2 separate regions of the Muntiacus reevesi genome follow, and region 2 is linked to region 1. Evidence: chromatin contacts called from public Hi-C data. All regions are on one chromosome and are shown on one strand. The core of a region is the stretch at or near the end of the contact, and the rest is flanking DNA. Distances in the headings are between cores, read along the strand shown.

Region 1 (3,479 bases), core at 863-3,362:
CACTAGAGATGGAGCTGATTCTTCCCACAGGAGGGATTTAGTGTGTTTCAATCATCACAGGGTGACCTGGCTAAGGGAACATGGCCCCCCTCCTGAGTATCATTATGTCCCTGAATGAGGATGCTGCTGTCCTTGCATTGCCAAACTGCAAAGAAGTTTAAACACACCGAGGGGCAATGCATACACATTCTGGGCACTATAGGAAGTCCGCAGGTTGGTTCATTTTCTTAGGTGGACTCAGGATGCAGGCCGACATCATGGAATAAGGCTAAAATCAGAAAGAGAAGAGGTAAGAGGTGTCAGGTTGAGTGTCACAATTACAGCTTAGGGGAAGGGTCCCTATCTTAAAATGACAGTAATCAAGGAAAGCCTCCCTATGACTAGGGTAAGCCTTAAGGCTTATTGTTCACTTACTACCTCTCCTCTGAATTCCAGACCACTGTAGGTTTTACTCTGATAATCGTGGGGAAAAAATGATCTTGCTCCCTTCAAGACCACAAGTCAATCCTAGGTCTCTCCAGTTGACTTTTCTAAAGAAAATGGATACTGAGTATTCTAAGTGGACTGGAAAATATTTTTTTCTAGGGATGTGATATGTGATTTGCCTTTTCTTGGTTTTTTTTTTTAATAAGAAGAAATTGTCATAAATTTCAATAACCTGCAGAAATGCATCTTGTGGTTAACAAGGTGGATTTTTGCCAGTGTATTTCTTTTACGGGTACCTCTATTCAGGTTTATTAGTGATCCCAGTTACTTTCAAGTACAAGTGCATGGAGTGTTAAGGTGTGTACAATGATTCCTAGACAGTAGGCAAGAAATTGAGTAAAAAGCCGTAGCTCCGGGGAATGAGCAGCAAGATCTAGTAGTGAGTACAAGGTGTCAGGGTCCAAGGTGAGGAGAGTGGGCAGAGAAGTGGCAGAAAAAGAGTAATGCATGCGGGAGGAAGGGCTGGAGGAAGCTGATATATACACGCACAAAGCCCACACAGCTTCACTCGCGTCAGGTTAAGTGCCTTTTCCAGAAACCCGATAAAGAAATGTTATGTATCCTGGAGGTGTTTCAACCTGTCCACACCCTACCCTGACTTCCCCTGGACACAGGCAAGCAAGGAGGGAAACGCCTCCGGTCTCGGCGTCCAGATCCCTCGGCTCCCAGAGCACAGCCCCAGAGGACGTCACACGGAGCTGTCTCCGAGACTGGGCACTGCACCGACGGCAGGCAAAGTTTTGATCCGATTCACTCCAAATCTCTCTGCCACTCGGGAGTGGGGTTTGGCCGCAGGGGCTCCCAGGCAGCGCCGGGCAGAGGTTGAGCAGCAACAGCAGCAGCTTGAAGGCTGAGGAAGGAGCCAGCCTTTCTTCATCGACTCCTCCGGTCGGTGCGGAGTCGGCAGCACAGCCAGTCCCTATCGCTGTCACGCCGTAGGCAGCGCGGCCCCTCCGCCGCCCCACCCCCGCGCACGGCCCCGGCCCTCACACTGTTATTTGCGTGACTGACCTGAACAGGGCGGGAGGGAGGACCTGGGTGCCGGAGGGAGGGGAGGATCTTGGCCCGCCCACTCCTTCCCCTGTGGCTCGGAGCGACACCTTCTCCTCCTCATTGGGCACACGTTTGCGTCCATCACCCCCAGGCGGCCCTCGGATTGGCAGAAGGCGCACTTCTGGAGCGAGGAGGGCTGAGTGACTCCGCCGGTCTCCGGTGCCTCATCTTTCCCTCCACCGCTCCCTCCCTACTTCAACGTCCACCCACTACTCCCCACCCCCAACTCCACTTCCCCCCGCCCCGTTAGCGGCAGTGTCCTTAGAAGACTCATTGGGCCAGGGGCGAAGCCTGCCGCCTATCGAGCCGCACCGTCATTGGCCGACGCCCACGCCCGTCGGAGCGGCGGGCTTCGGCATTGGGTGGTTCCGCTCCGCTCCCCGCCCCCTCCAACGCCTCGCCCTCTCACTCGCCTCCTCCCCTCCCGGTTCTTTCACAGCCCCCGTTCACCCTGCCGTCCCCACCGCATCTCCCTGTCCAGCTGGGCGGGGACTGCTTTACGACTCTGTAAAGTCTGTGAGTCACTGCACAACCCATCAATCCAATTAAATGTCTTGAGCTAGCCGAGCAGGCGGTGCTGCTGCCGCGGCCGCTCGCCCCGCCGCGGCCGCCCCAGCTCGCAGCGCCCCTCCGATCCATGGCTGGCTGTCTGTACTTGTTACCGTGTAACCTCCTCCTCCGCCTCCTCCGCCTCCTCCTCGGGAGCCGCTGCAACTTCCCCTCAGCCAGCCTCCTCCTCCGCTTGGGGACTGCAAAGGCATGGGATAGACCTAGAGCCACTTCTGTCACCCCTCCAGCCCTCGCTCAGTCTCCCCCCTTTAAATTAAAGTCTGACCCTCGCATCTCATCGTTTTAGAGGTTTATTTGTCAGTCTTTTTATTTCCCCGGATTTTATTTTCCCTCCCTGGGGCAGGGGGTCGCAGGGGCCGGTGGGCTTATTTTAGGGAACGGGCTTTCCCCTCCACCCCCCTCGTTGCTCCTCGTCCCTTTTCGGCAGTGACTTGATTTCCCTGCTCCGCTCCGCTCCCACCCCTCGAACTCACCGTCCTGCACTCGAGTGACGCACCGACACCCCCCGCCCACAGCCCAGACGTCCCCTCCCTCGCTGCCACCCCGACCCGTCTCGGAGCTGGACCCGGTGCCGACTTCGCTGAAGGGTGAGTGCCGTGTTGGGTTAGCGGGGACGGGTGTTGGGGCGGGGGGACGGTCTGGGAAAATGTAGCAGGTCCACTTTGGGGAGGGTAAGGGATCACGGTGTGGGCTGGAGGTTCCCGGTCCGCCGTGGATTTGAGGTGGCGACTGCCTTCCTCCCTCGCTCCCTCTTCCCCCGCCCCTCGACTCCTTATTCACCAGCCTTGCTGTATTTCTAGGTATTGCCAACGCTTATAAAATGAGCGGTAATGGCAAGCTTTCTTAGTGAGCGGTCATAATCAGCGAATTGAACTGGTAGACTCTATGACCTGCAAAAAGTGTCAGACGGCTAATAACGGGTACGTTGTCTTCCAAATCAAAGTTAAACTTTTATTCAGTAAAGGCTAAGCAAAAGGTATGTCTGATTTGAATGAGATAGACCACGAGAAGACAGGTTGCCTAGTGGCATGGCTTGCTGTTTTAATTTTAAAATAGTTTCGTAGGTTCCCTTTTGGAAAAAAAAAAAGAGAGAATTCAATATTAATGTAAAGATTACAAAGTCTTTGAACCTGTTGGAGGAAAGCGAGGTAAGATGGAAAGCCAGTTTGACACTTCATCTTTAGCTCACCTCTATTCTAGCCAGAAATTATAACACAGAATTTTTTATTTCCTGGTCACTGGGCACAGTGGGATGTGTTAAAAGACAAATAGGGATTTTTTTTTTCTTTTGATATCCCTTTTTTGTATACTTGATTGCTCTTGAGCAAAATTTTAATTTGGTTTCTTGGTTGCAGGCTGTTCAAAAGTAC
Region 2 (3,471 bases), core at 563-3,062, 220 kb after region 1:
TTTAAAATGATCTATTTTAAAATAGGATTCACCTACAAGATTTTCATAGGCAACTGGATTCTGTAAAATTTATCGATGCAATTGTGGATGTACTTTCTTTGAGGACAAGATTACTTTTATAATAGTCTCTAGGTCAAAAGATCAAAAAATAACAAAACCTAAATGTCCTACATACTATGTGAATTCTAGTGAATTTCTTTCAAGCACTTTAAAAAGATTTATCTATGTTTTTAATAGATATCTATTAAAAGGTATCTATGCCTTGAAGATTAATATATCAAAAGATATATAAATGGAAGAATTCGATCTAATGAGCACTTAATAAAGGTTAACATTTACTGGGCTAGATGTTTTACACAGGATCTGTTTTTTAATCCATGTGAGATATCTTCATGAACAAAATTTTGAAGACTACCATAAATTCTTCAAATATTTCTGCAAAGAATTAAAAATGACTACTACAAAGGCCAATACTGACGAAGTCAGCAAAGCACATAAAATGTAGAGTAACTGTGTAGATTGTATCAACACAATAGCGTTGAAACAGCTGTTTCCCTTAGAGTTTTGGCATATAATCACGTCTAAAAGGTTAATGGAAAGCAATAGTTAAATGCAACCTCAAAGATTAAACTATCTCCCTGTCCCATTCCACCAAAGACAAAAACGTAGCTGATGAAAGGGAAGATTAAAGTTCAAGAGTTTTACTTCTCCTAAAGTGAGAACTTTGAAACGGAACTACCGATTTTGTTTCATTTGCTCCCCAGTAAAATATTTCCATGTCTGGGTTAGTCCTTCCCTTGGCCCCAACGGAAGATTCAGTGCGAAATCAACGTGAACTAACCAGCAAGAGTAAAACCTAAGCATTCTCAGTACTTTCCCACTGGTGAAAGGATCCTATCACTATTTACCTTATACTATGTCCCCTGCCCAAGCAAGATGTAGCAGCTGCCAAACTGGGCACTTCAAGAATAAAGGTCCAACTTTTCGCACGCAGTCTGGGAAGGGGACGCAGGCGATTTCTTGAGCAGTGCAAGAAGGGAGCAGAAAAGGTCCTCTCAGGAAAGGATGAATGAGCTTTGGTGCAGTCTCCTCTGCCTGCTGGAGGATTCAAAAGCTGTTTGCTTCAGAGACCCTAGGAAGCAGCACACTCTGGTCGCCGCTGGCCTGGGGCCTGGGCAAAGCAGGCAGTGTTTACACCTGTCACGAGGGAGGGGGAGGGAGAACGAGGAAGCAGGAGCAAAGCCCCAAACTTCTCAACAAGCTCCCGGGAGGGAGCGGCCGGTGCAGAGCCGAGGGCAGGTGGAAGCGGAGGGGCAGGGCGAGTCGGCGACGGCCAGGGACGTGGGAAAAGCTCTCACTTCGCCGGCCGGTGCCCGGGAGGGCGAGGAGGGGCCGTGCGCCTCAGACGCCGCCGCCGCCGGCGTCCCCGCACCCGCTGTAGAAGAGGACAGAGCCGGGAGCCCGCAGGCCCGCAGAGCCGGCAACGTCCCCGCAGCCCCCGGATCCGCAGCGGGCAGGTGTCCCCGGCCCAGGCGAGGATCCGGCCGGTGGGCCGGGCCAAGTCTCCTAACCTCTTTTCCCCGCGCGGCTGGGAAAGCTGGTGAAGCTTACCTGGCTCGTCCGGGGCGGCCGCGATGGGCATGGCTCAGGGGCCCGGGGAGGAACTGGCTCCCCGGGGAAGGACCGGCTATTCGGACGCGGCGCTGGTAAGAGCGGAAGGCAGGCTGCTCACAGCCCTGTCAGCGAAGCAGCGCCATGGACGCCCACCCGGAGTTTCAGTGCTGCCGCGAGACCCCCATCCCATTACCCTCCGCCCTCTTCCGCCGCCGCCGCCGTCGCCGCCGCCGTCGCCGCCGCCGCCTCCACCTCCTCCTCCGCGGAGACCCCCCGCCCACTCCACACACACTCCCATCATGCAGCGGGGGAACCGCTGCCGCTGACACGTCACTTCCGGGCGCAGGTGGCTGGGTCGGGGCCCGGCGCTGGTGGGTGCCGAAGGGGTGGGGTGGGGGAGGACACACAGGGGGAATCTGTGTCACAGAATGCTTACCCCTGCGCAGGCGCCATCGTACAGAGCGCCGGCAGCCATTTTGGGTGCGGGCAAGCTGCCCTTTTTCCTGACTTCCTAGCGAGTCATCGAGCTGCGGGGTGGGGGGAAAGGTCCTCCCGCACTCCGCCGCTCCTGAGGCAGCGCTCCGGGCAAGGGGCAGGTGCTCCTCAACCCGCTAAGATTAACGTTCAGCTCGAGACCGTCTTAACTCTTTTGCTCTCCAAGTAAAATGTGCAAAGGTTTTGAGGTACAGAACTGTATCTTCACCAGAAGCCTACTGGAGAGCATTTATTAGCTTGCCCTTTTCGCCACGAAAAACGACTTTTTCGTCACAGTCTAAGTCCCTTCCTCTTTTTAATTTACGCTGACAGAAGAGGAAGTTGATATGTAAGAAGAGTTAAATCAAATTTAAAATGGGAAGCAAGAGGGAAAGCACCCGCCGAACTGAAAACCGTCTTTGAGACCAACAACAACAAAAATTGGGGGGATTTTGCTAACAGATTGAGACGGTGGTCGTTTATTCACATATGCTGCGTAAGACTATTCGATTAAAGTAAAGAAATAAAATTAACTTCCGCGTTTCTATAACAGCGGTCATAACATTTTTCTGTCGTCAGCCTTGACCGTTTGCGTTCTTACAACCTTTCCCCTTCCTTTGTAGTGAATATCTGTTAGAACGCCAGCCACTGTAAGAACCAGACTGCAAGACTGCGGGGATTATTGTTATCGTCTGGGACGATGAGCCTGGGATCCTATCCGGCAGTCGTGAGCGCTACCGGCTGCTCCTTCTTACTTGCACAGACAATTTGAATAATTTAAAATAGTTCCAAAACAGCAAAGCTCAGCAGCTACGCAAAGAAACAAGGATGGAAAACACCACCCACCCCCCACCAGCCACAGAGAAGTGTCCACCCTTTTGAGTGGAGGAATTACACAAATCAGGGGAAAGAGAAGGACAAAAGCAGTTCATCACGGTTTATCCCGCCTCTGCAATGTTCTAGACGACTTAACTTGAAGCGCTAAAATAGACCCGCATCTCTTTACAACTCAATAGCTGTAAGATGTACGGAGACTGCATCACTTTACATTGGAGTATCAATTGTTTTGCGGCGGTGGTGCTGGATTTTTGCTATTGCTAAGTCGCTAAAGCAAGAAAAATCTATACAGCTTGTCAAATTTATCCCTATTGTATTTCGCCCCCTGCTGGTATGGGAGCTTGTTCGTGCTCAATCTCTCAGCAGAGTCCGACTCTTTGCGACCGCAAGTACTATATAATAGCCCGCCCGACTCCTCTGTCCATGGGATTTCCCAGGCAAGAATACTGGAGCAGGTTGACATTTGCTTCTCCAGGGGATCCTCCCTATCCAGGGATTGAACCGTGTCTCCTGCATTGGCAGGCGGGTTCTTTACCACTGAGCCGC

What was found. A called contact is a pair of places that touch in the nucleus more often than the background predicts.
Region 2: a Hi-C map of muscle shows a contact between it and region 1, with 6 times the contacts expected there. The contact joins the promoter of AFTPH here to the promoter of SERTAD2 in region 1. A contact is called at or near these places in 2 of 3 Hi-C or Micro-C datasets (blood and muscle).

Annotation. Positions count from the first base shown.
Region 1 is chr3:41,714,830-41,718,308 of mMunRee1.1, forward strand. It overlaps SERTAD2 (SERTA domain containing 2), which reads left to right and starts at 2,113. Exons shown (of 2, transcript XM_065929053.1): 1 at 2,113-2,696. It overlaps LOC136162803 (a long non-coding RNA gene), which reads right to left and starts at 1,718. Exons shown (of 3, transcript XR_010662172.1): 1 at 1,498-1,718.
Region 2 is chr3:41,931,900-41,935,370 of mMunRee1.1, forward strand. AFTPH (aftiphilin) reads right to left here and starts at 1,813. Exons shown (of 10, transcript XM_065929056.1): 1 at 1,612-1,813.